3 separate regions of the Capra hircus genome follow, and regions 1 and 2 are each linked to region 3. Evidence: chromatin contacts called from public Hi-C data. All regions are on one chromosome and are shown on one strand. Each heading gives the region's core, a stretch centred on a gene start, on an enhancer-like site or on the middle of the called end of the contact. The rest is flanking DNA. Distances are from core to core; before and after follow the strand shown.

The links. A called contact is a pair of places that touch in the nucleus more often than the background predicts.
Region 1: a contact with region 3 is called in a Hi-C map of blood, with 2.2 times the contacts expected there. The contact joins the enhancer-like site here to the promoter of MAML3 in region 3. A contact is called at or near these places in 2 of 5 Hi-C or Micro-C datasets (both in blood).
Region 2: a contact with region 3 is called in a Hi-C map of blood, with 2.3 times the contacts expected there. The contact joins the enhancer-like site here to the promoter of MAML3 in region 3. A contact is called at or near these places in 2 of 5 Hi-C or Micro-C datasets (blood and liver).

The regions. Positions count from the first base shown.
Region 1 is chr17:53,346,003-53,349,335 of ARS1.2, forward strand. The region is part of intron 1 of MAML3 (mastermind-like protein 3); the gene reads right to left. Among named protein-coding and RNA genes, the nearest start is that of TRNAC-GCA, 65 kb to the left of the region's middle. Within about 2 kb of position 1,714, at least 2 of the 5 cell types and tissues checked have an H3K27ac peak or open chromatin away from gene starts, as enhancers often do.
Region 2 is chr17:53,534,258-53,537,771 of ARS1.2, forward strand. No RefSeq gene overlaps it. Among named protein-coding and RNA genes, the nearest start is that of SCOC, 95 kb to the right of the region's middle. Within about 2 kb of position 1,379, at least 1 of the 5 cell types and tissues checked has an H3K27ac peak or open chromatin away from gene starts, as enhancers often do.
Region 3 is chr17:53,429,715-53,432,770 of ARS1.2, forward strand. It overlaps MAML3 (mastermind-like protein 3), which reads right to left and starts at 1,729. Exons shown (of 5, transcript XM_018061556.1): 1 at 408-1,729. The coding sequence starts at 878.

The DNA of each region.
Region 1 (3,333 bases), core at 464-2,963, 84 kb before region 3:
AAGGAGCCCTCTAAATGATTCAACTTAAGTCAGTACTTCAACTTTGAGCCTACAGAGCATCTTGTTTTAATCCACTATAATCTGGTTTTTCCATTATGAAAACGTTTCTCCCTTTTGAAAGGGAGCTTACTTTTTCAGTTCACTGATGAAGATAATCAGAATAAAGTAGAACACAGTGTGGACAGGAGAAAAAGGCAAGCCTCAAAAGTAAAGACAGCACCCCCAAAACAAGCAAACAAACTGCACAGCAGCTCTTCAGTTCAGGACACCCAAGAATCAAACGGAAATGGACCTTTGCCTAGCAAAGCCAAGGGCTTCCCTGTGGCTCAGTTGGTAAAAGAATCTGCCTGTAATACAGGAGACCTGGGTTCAGTCCCTGGGGTAGGAAAGATCCCCTGGAGAAGGGAATGGCAACCCACTCCAGTATTCTTGACTGGAGAATTCAATGGACAGAGTAGCCCGGTGGGCTACTGTCCCTGGAGTCAGAGAGTCAGATATGACTGAGCAAGTTACACTAGCAAAGCCTAAAGCAGAATCTTGAAAAACAAATCCTTGGAATAAAAAGGGTACCTCTGCGATGATGAACCATCTTTAAAGCCTCAACACAGAGGGAGCAAAGGCCTTCCACTGAGCCCCTTGGTGGCTGAGGGGGCAGGGGCCACCTCCCAAAGGCAACTTCAGGCTTTGGCTCATTATTATCTGCATTTCAACTTGACTCAGACTTGTTGGTCCACACAGATGATTTCTTCCCCTGCATCTGGTCAACATAGTCACCATTTAAAAATCACTGGGAAGTAAAAAAGCCCCTTCCCTCTCCCTGGGGGAAAGTCCTTCATGCCAATAACCTCACAGCAGGGTCTGGCAGCCCTGCCTCCTGGCCAGCCCAGAGTCCCGGAGAGAACTGCCAAACTTCCCAGAACAGACTACAGCGTGCCACAGAAATCGGAGGGTGGCATCCTTCTGCCCCCAGCTCCAGCTTCCGGGATCGCCTGCCTAAGTCTCCTTTCCTGCACCCTCCTTTGTCTCTCAGTTCCTGGGGATCCGCACCAGGCCTTGCCACTGTTGGGCAAGACAAATACAACCGACAGCCTCTCAACAGCTGTCTGCAAGAGCTGCCGCAGAAGACACACGTGCGCACAGCCACACGCACACACTCCCCTCCCTCCCTTCGAAACGCCATCCACACAGGCTGCAGGCTGCTCTGAAGCCGCTCCATTCAGCTTACCCTGCCACCCTTTTCCTGGACGTACATTCCTGAGCCTCCAGGAAACCAGGTGGGAACCAACACTTGTTGGGCTTTCTAAGTTTACAGCTTTTACACGGAGGTGAGACCACCCCCACCCCAACATTCCCATCACCCCTGTAAACTTTAAATATTAACAACAGAGTGATATGAATGCCCACTTTTTGAACACTGAGAAATTCAAAGCGGCAGAGAATAAATATCAATACACACACTAACTCAGGACTTCATAAAAAAAAAATTGCTTCATTTCTTAGGCCCACAGCTTCACAGTAATCATTAAAAAAAAAAAAAGGAAATGGATGAGCAGACATACTCTTTCAGATCCAATGACAGAAATTTTTACATTTATAGTTTTATAAGGATGGGGATTTAAAAAAAAAAAAAGAGCAGCATCTGCCTTATGGTCTCCATGACCAGCTGGACAGATGGTCAAGAATATCATTAGTTAAGAAAGCTCTCATTCATTATCTAAAAGTCCCTTGGGTAGGCTGGAGTGGGGGGCAAGAATGTCCCAGAACGTGATATCTGAAGAATGTGTGTGTGTCTGAGATATGAGGCCAGCGCTAGAGACGTGGGGGAGGAAGGGGAGGAACACACGGCCCGTTGTGATCCGAACAGCAACCACGAACACCTCAGTGGCAGTTGGTTACCCAGACGCTTCCGGCTTCCATTCCACCGGCTCCCCCGACAGTATTAACAGTGAAGAAAACCATTTAGAGGTCCCCATAGCTGCCAACAATCCCTCCTTCTCCAGACGTAAGTACCTCTCCATCGGAAAAACACGGAGAGAATCAGAGGAAGGCAAGCTGGCTGAAACTGTCCCTCCTTTGCCGTCTCTTCTGGCTTCATTCGGGAGATGTCAGAAGAAAAAGAGGGTCTGATGTGTTCATCTCAACCACAGGGATTCCAGGGTAAAACATCTCTAAATTTAAGTCAGCACTCCACCTGGGAAACAGATAGTGTGTGTGTGTGTGTGTGTGTGTGTGTGTGTGTGTGTGTGTGTGTGTGTGTGTGTGTGTGTGCGCGCGCGCGTGTGTCACTGGGGCAAGGGGAGGCAGAAGATGACAAGAAATCAACAGATCTGTGACTGTCTGGCTTTCTGTACCGATTTTTTTTTTTTCTGTACCGATTTTTATCTACCATTTCAGCTTTATCTTTTATGAACTTCCGTCTACTCTGGTACTGACAGGATAGAGGAGTTCCTTGGCCCTTTGGCTCTGTCTTCCCCCCAGGCACTAACACCTACTGGGGATGAGGTGCTCTGCTAGGAATACACCAGGAACACAGGATCAGGGGGATCCTTTGGGGTGGCAGATTTGGGGTGCCATTTGGGCAGAGTGGACATCAATCAATATTCATAGCTTCTGAAGCTGAAAAAACTAGTCTTCAAAATCCCTCATACATTTCTTTCTGCCAACAAGTCACCCTGGTACTTTGATTGGACAGATCTAGGGTATCAGTGAGAAAAACTTGAAGGGTCCCAGCCAAACAGAAAGCCAGGTTCAAAGCAGGAAGCAAAGAAGTCAGAAAAAGCATGGGCAGAGGGTCACTATTCATCTCCAGCTGGCCCCTGCTTCTCTCCCTTTTCCTGCTGTCTGCCAGCTTTCCTTGGCTCTTAGAAAGCACCTAGGGCAGAATCCTCAGCCGCCACTGCAATGACCTGTAAGGGGAAGAAAACTGGTAGCAAAGACAATAACCGTAATTGTTTCCCATGGTGAATGCTTACTGTAGACTCGGCATCTGTTCAGTGCTTGAGATCTATCACCACATAGATGCTCATAATATCATAACATTTAATGCTCGTATTCTCTGAGGTTGCTATCACTGCCAATACACAGATGAGAAAACTGAGGCTTGACGAGGTTAAATGACTTGCTTAAGGTTACGTGACTAGCAGGGGACAGTGGCAGGAACCAGATCCAGGTAGGTTATGCCTTCTAGTGTCAGGGCTCCTAACCACTTCATTATAAGGTCTTTCCTACACTGTCAGCCAAGACATGGCTGAGATTTTCCAAAATGAAACTTACTGAAGAATTAAGGAAAAACAAAAACAAAAAAACTATAAATTCAAAGAAAAAAATGTTAAA
Region 2 (3,514 bases), core at 129-2,628, 100 kb after region 3:
GGGAGAATGTGCCCTCACTGTATTTCTGCTCTCTTCCTGGAGGGCAAATAAAGCTTGCTGACTCAGGAGGGAGACAAGACGCTCAACGGTAGTAGTTCTGGGGGTTCAACTTTGGTGGCTGTCTGCAGAAACTCCAGTGATCTGCAAGATAATCTGACCTAATTTCAACTGTAAACTTAAAAATCGACTGAACAGATAGCACATACCTGGCTGTTTAGAAACATTATCTCCTTTAATCTTCAGAGGAACCCTTAGGTAAGAATCATGACCACCATTTCATAAACCTGCAAACTGAAGCTCAGGGAGGTTAAATGACACACCCAATGTCCCAGCTAGGAGACGTGGGCTCAGAATTTTCCAGTCTGATTGTGTCTGACCCCAGAGCCCATGTTATACACTCTCTGAGACCTTTCCAACTGAGAAGAGAACATATACCCAGGAAAGAGGGAGGAGAGGACAGGGTCCCCACACTGCCACGGCCCAGCATCAGGGGCAGGAAGACAGATAGAGGCAGAGGGCCGAAGAGGGACAAACTAATGGCATTTGCTGTTGGGAGTGACCAGTCTAAGGATGTTCTTCGGCTCATCTCTTGGCCCCCTTCTCCTCAGCCTAGGAGACAGAGACGCCAGATGGGTCTCAGGGGGCAGCAAACTGCCCATCTTCCTCCAGCTCCAAGGAGAGTCGGGTTGTTAATAATAAGTTACTCTAGGCTGGCCTCCTGCTAAGTTAAGCATCACTTTTAAAAAATCCTCACATCATTATTGTAAGGTAAGCATTACTGCCGCTTTTAATAGTTGGGGAGAAGGAAGATTGGGGAGTTTAGGGACATCCCCAAGATTAAAAGACCCCAGGTGTCAAAGCTCACATTTCAACCCAGGCATCTGACTTTAGGCCCATCAAGCATGTAACACCATGTTCTATTAGACAGAGGTTGAGGGTCGTGGACGACCGCGTGGCCCTTTCAGGGCGGGGTGACAGTGGCAGCCCGCGACCAGGGAGGGGCAGGGTCGCCAGTCCTCCTGAGGGACGCATGCGGATGGCTCCAGCCGGGCTCAGGCAGCCACATGGGAGCCTGCTCCTCCGGGACCCACCCGACCCTGTTGCTTGGGGGCCGGGCCCGCAGCGGTCCTGGCCTTGGCCTTGCCCGAGTCGGAAGGCAGCCTCATTCTCGGCTGGACAGCAACTGAGGTGCTCTGGATGGGTGAGCTAGAGAGGGAGGTATCCAGGCTTAGGCGTGCGCCAAGGACCGGGGCGTGGGGCTCTGAACCCAGATCACACCCCCGATCCCTGTCCCCCGGCGATCCCCACCCCGCACCACCCGCCTCCCACCGCCAGTGGTCTGTCTGCCCGTCTGGCCGGAGCCTCCGCCGGGTGCGGCCGGACGGTGGTGGGTGACTGGGGGAAGGGAGGGGACGCCCTGCTCCTCGGCCGCCGACCCCGGAGGCTTTGTGTATTCGGAACCGGATTCCCCACCTCCCTCCCCCGCCTCCCATTCCCGCTTTCTTTTCCCTTAACCCAAGTCCCAGTAGAGTATTCAGCAATTAGCACGTGAGGAGGGGGTGGAAGGCGGCGGCGGCGGGCGGGCGTGGGGGCGGTGAGATTCCCCCGCACCCACCGCCCCCCACCGCCCCCCACCGCCCCCGCCGGGATGGGTCCCGAGCTCCCGCCTGCGCTGCCTTCGTGCGCCACCTACCGGCTGCTCGCGGCAGCTTCGAGCCCGCCAGCGCGGTTCCTAGGCAGATCTTAATCTCCGTGGACAATAGACAATGGGATTTAAAAAAAAAAAATACAATGATTTATTTTGGGGGGTGGGGATAAGAGGAAAGGGGGGAGGGAGGAAGCAGCAGTGTGTTTGTCATCGCTTTAGAAAAAAAAAGTCTGTTCTATCATTGTTTCTGCATATCCATTATATTGAGGACAAAAGAATCCCCTTCTGGAACAACAAAGCCAAGGGAAATGTTTTCTGTGGCTGACATTTAATTGTGTGCGCAAGGTGCTACATTATCACGGAAAGAGATTGTAAGGAAGCTAGGGCACAGCTTAGTTGTAAGCCTGATCAGGTTCAGAAGCCTGGTTTTCTGCGTTAAGATGTGGGCTTTCTTACCTGAACCCAGTTTGATATGGCCTCATGTACTGGTGTTATGCAGGACACACAATTCTGTGTTTCTGTATAGTTGCCTAACCCAGCACAAGGATTCCTTGTGGATTGTTTTCTCACTGCCTTCAAGGGCCTTTTCTTTTACAGCCAACAGGGATAATCATGCTTCATTTCACAACCTCCCTACACTCACTTTACCAGAACGACACTAATTTTAAGGAGCTATTAGGAGCCTTGGAGAACACTTAGACCAACCTCCTCAGTTGTACACAGGAAGCGGGTAGAATGCCTTGCCCAAAGTCATGAAAGTGATTAGAGATGCATTTGGGACCAGAAAGCTTGTATCCTGAGCCCTGGTTTCTAGTATGATCTGCTGTTTAATGTCCTGATGCCCAGCACCCCCTGACTCTCACCCTGTCCTTTCTGGCTGAACAACCCCTCAGGCAGTGAGTTGTGTGCACAAAGACCAGTGGTAACTAGGCCTGATCAGGGTGGGCTGAAGTGTAAACTTCCTTGATTGGCGGCAGCCCTTTTATTCCCTTTTCACCCCTTTCCCTCTGTAGAATGAAGGAGGGGTTGAGGGGTGCAATATGGACATTATCTTCATTCCTTAATTTTGTTATTTTTGCTGTGATAAGTTAATATGTAAAACCTATGCAATTATCCACAATTCGCTAGAAGATGTTTTTTCTGAGAGGCAAGGCTTAAGCAGCCCTCCATTCCACCGCCACTGCTAACCCAGATGCTGGGAACACAGAAGGCATGTCTTCCATCTTTAGAAATTGTTCTCAGTGGTCTCTTGACAAAGATGGTTTACCCTTGGGAACTTGACTAAGATTTCCTTCTTAGGTTCATGAAAAATCCCTGGGGAGATGCCGATAGCTGATCATATTGTAACAGAGACATTTTTCTTCTGCCATCTTGCAAAACAGGCTACAACAGACGGCACTTCCCTTTGAACTCTTAACTGTGACACGCTGAGACAGGATCGTCGCGTCTCAGGTGAGAAGCTCAGCAAACATCTTTGCACATCCAAAATAAGTCAACCCATCGTAGAAGTCTGTTTATTTGAAAGGTTGTTCGATCTGTTTAAAGCAAATAGACTAATCTCACAATCTGTAGACAAATAGGCAACAAGCTGAAGAGGTTTCAAAACAAAAGCCCAGAGCATTCTCTAACTCTCTTTTAACCGTGTTCTAAAAGCATAGAGAAGCAAAAACACGCTGGGATTGCAAGCAGTTCTTAAACCTTTCTGCTGAGTTGTGGCACTTGAAGCACTTTGGTTTATACTGAGACTGTGTGACATGTTAACAGGGAGTTTAGATTCTCTCCATCTCTTAGTTATCATCTGTTTTTTGTTTTTTTGTACCCAGTAGTGATTCATCCTGTCTCTACAGAAAGACCCCCAGTTCAACG
Region 3 (3,056 bases), core at 479-2,978:
GGGTCTGGGGAGCCCAGGCGGCGAGGTGAGGGATGGGGTAGGGAGCGGTGAGGAGGAGGAGCGAGGTTTCAACTCGGTACACTCTTTCACATCGGTATCTAAGAAAGGGAGAGGGGGGTAAAACTTTTCCAGTGCCTTACTCCGACGCTCCTCTAGGCTCCCTCCGCCCCTTGCAGTCGTGACTGGCTTCCCCTCCTCTCGCCCCGTCTTCCCCAAATCTGACAACCCTGACAGATTAACAGGTAGCGGCGACGGCAGCTTTAGCTCAAAAAAGTTGACGTTAACCCTTCGGCTTCAGCCCACCTCGCCCGCCGTGCAAATCAGATCCCCGCGCCCCCTTGTTAAGAAGCTCCACGCGCCCCCCCTCTCATGCGCGCGCCCCGTGCCCGCTGCCAGCGCGCCCTCACCATGATCAGCGTGTGGTTCCTCTGCTCCGCCGAGGCAGCCTCCGCATCTTGCTGGGGTTTGCTCTGGTGCTGTTGCTTGCCGGCGCCGGCGCCAGATTTCTTGGCCCTCTGCTCCAAGGTCCGCTGGTAGAGGTTCACGGTGTCCCGGCGCTCCAGCTCCAGCTGCTCCACCTGAGCCTGCTGGTACCTGTTCTCGCAGTTGACGTGGTGCCGCCGGCAGCCCTCGATGCGCTGGCGGAGCCGCTCCACCACCGTGCTGTGCTTGGGGACGGCCGCCGGTCCGCCGCCCGGGCCCCCGGAGCCGCCGGTGCCGCAGCCGGCAGCCGGGTGATTGCTACACGGAGCAGCGGGAGTACTATTGGGAGTATTATTCACACCGATCCCGGCCCCGCCGAGGCTGCTGTTCAGGCTACTGTTGATGCAAATACTACTGCCATTCGCGGCAGCAGCGGGGGCTGCGAAATCCCCCATCCTGCTCCCCGGGCACACTATTTTGGAAGAACTTTTTTTATCCACCCCCTATCAGCCTCCTCCTTGGGTCCAAGGATTAAAATAGTTTAAGTGGAACGCGGGGGAGACGCAAGCACATGGATGGAAACAGCGATCCCGACCGGGCGAAAAAAAAAAAGAGGGGGGAGAGATTTTGGGGTGGTTTTTTTGTTTCCTTTTTTTAAACTGTAAAGCTCGAGGGGAAAAAAGGGGGGTGTTATCAGAATACCATCAGACACCTATCAACAAAAAGAATCACAACAAACTGAGCCAGCAGCAAATCGGGTTGCAACTCAAGGGAAGATCCGCTCTGCGCCTGCCTTCTTTTCATAATCCATTATTTTCTAATAAATTCCAAGAGATTTCCGGTGGTTGGCAAGCATTTTCTCCCTACGTACCGAAAAACACAACCCATGTACACACACAAGCATATGCCTCAGTGCGGACACGCGCGACACACACTCACTCCACGCCGCATCGGAAAACGGCAAGCTTGCTTATTGCATTTTCCTTCCACAAAAAAGTTTTGGTGTTTATGCCGCCCCGTGTTCTCAAAGTACTTTGGCTGCTCAGCTGCATTTCACAGGAACCTAGATATCGAATCCTCGGGCTGGGGGAAGTAAACACATGGACAGTCCGAGGCGACTGCAAAAGTAGATCGGTGAAGTCCTTTGCAAAACGCCGCGCGGAGAGCAGCCCCTAACGCTCGGCTGGGCTGCCGCTGCCGCCGCTGCTCCTGCCACCATCACAATGATCAACTGCTCGCCGCCGCCGCCGCCGCCGCCTCCTCCTCCTCCTCTCGCTCCTCCACCTCCTCCTCCTCCTCCATGCCAGCGGAGTGATATCAGGACGCGCGAGCTCAGTAAACACGGCAGCGGCGGCGGCTGGAGGCCGTGAGACAAGCCCGGGGACACGGCGCAAAACCCGGCCCGGACTCTCACCCGGCAGGAGCGGGCGCGGCGCGCACCGGCGCCCGGCACCCAGCTCCCGCCTCCCTCTGCTCTTCCTCCCCGCCCCTCGCACGCCCCCAGCCTCCCTGCCACCCGGCCTGGGAAGTCGGCGCTGGCAGAAAAGAGAAAAAGATTCTGGGGGATCTCGGGAATTAATCAACTTTTGACCTGTGTGTGTGTGTGTGTGTGTCTGTGTGTGTGCGCGCGCGTGCTCGCGCCTGGGTGTATGTGTGCGTGTGTGCACGCGCGGACGGCCGCGTGGACGCGCCTGGCTGGATTTCCTTATTCCGAGCGAGGTTATCAAGCGATCCCAAGTTGTTGATATACATTTATGCATAAATTGCAGAACTGTGCATGACCAGGCAGAAACATTAAAGCTTGGCAGCAGTTGTCTGTCATCCATATCCATGTGGAAAGAAAAAGGCAAATAAGTGCCTTGTTTTTAAAACCCAGGTAATAAGTCCTCGGTAGTAGTAACCCTACTTATGGACACTTTTTCAAACTCTAGGCCAATCTTAACACACAAAAGCGGAATTCTGAAGAAAAAGAAATAGGCAACAAAAAACTTGAAATGTTATTTGATTCGATGTATGTGATTGTTGTTATTAGGGCAATTATTGTTTCACTTACCCTTGGAAAAAAAATGAAATAAAGCAAGCAGGGACTTAGAGGTGAGACTAACAGTACATTTTAACAGACTGTTTTGAACACTAGGTGCTAATGACAGCAGTAATTAAGGGTCCTTCCTAAATCAAGTGGAAAGAGTGCAGATTTCATGGACTAAAACTATAGGAAAAACACAGCATTTCACAGTTTGTCATAAACAAAACAAAAACAAGCAAAAATAACAGGCACACTTTATTGCTAGATATATTTCTTTCTGTTTAAATGAACTTACAATAAAGTACAATTAAAGTGGAATAGCACCCACAGAAAGTAACCCGGTCTTAACCCGTTGCATGTATACATAATTTTGAAACAATTTGAAATTGAGGAACAGTTTCTATGATCATCAGTAGGACAAAATCTTGATTGCGAGCTGTTTGTAATAAGGCATTTTGTATTATCTCAATAAATCTTACAGAATTAGTTTTTTGGGTAAAAATACACCCCAGTTTTCTAAAATAGCCAGGAATAAAAGAACTTTGGATCTCATACATTAGTCATGAGATCTGATTTAAACCATCTTCATTTCTTGGCATTGCAGATT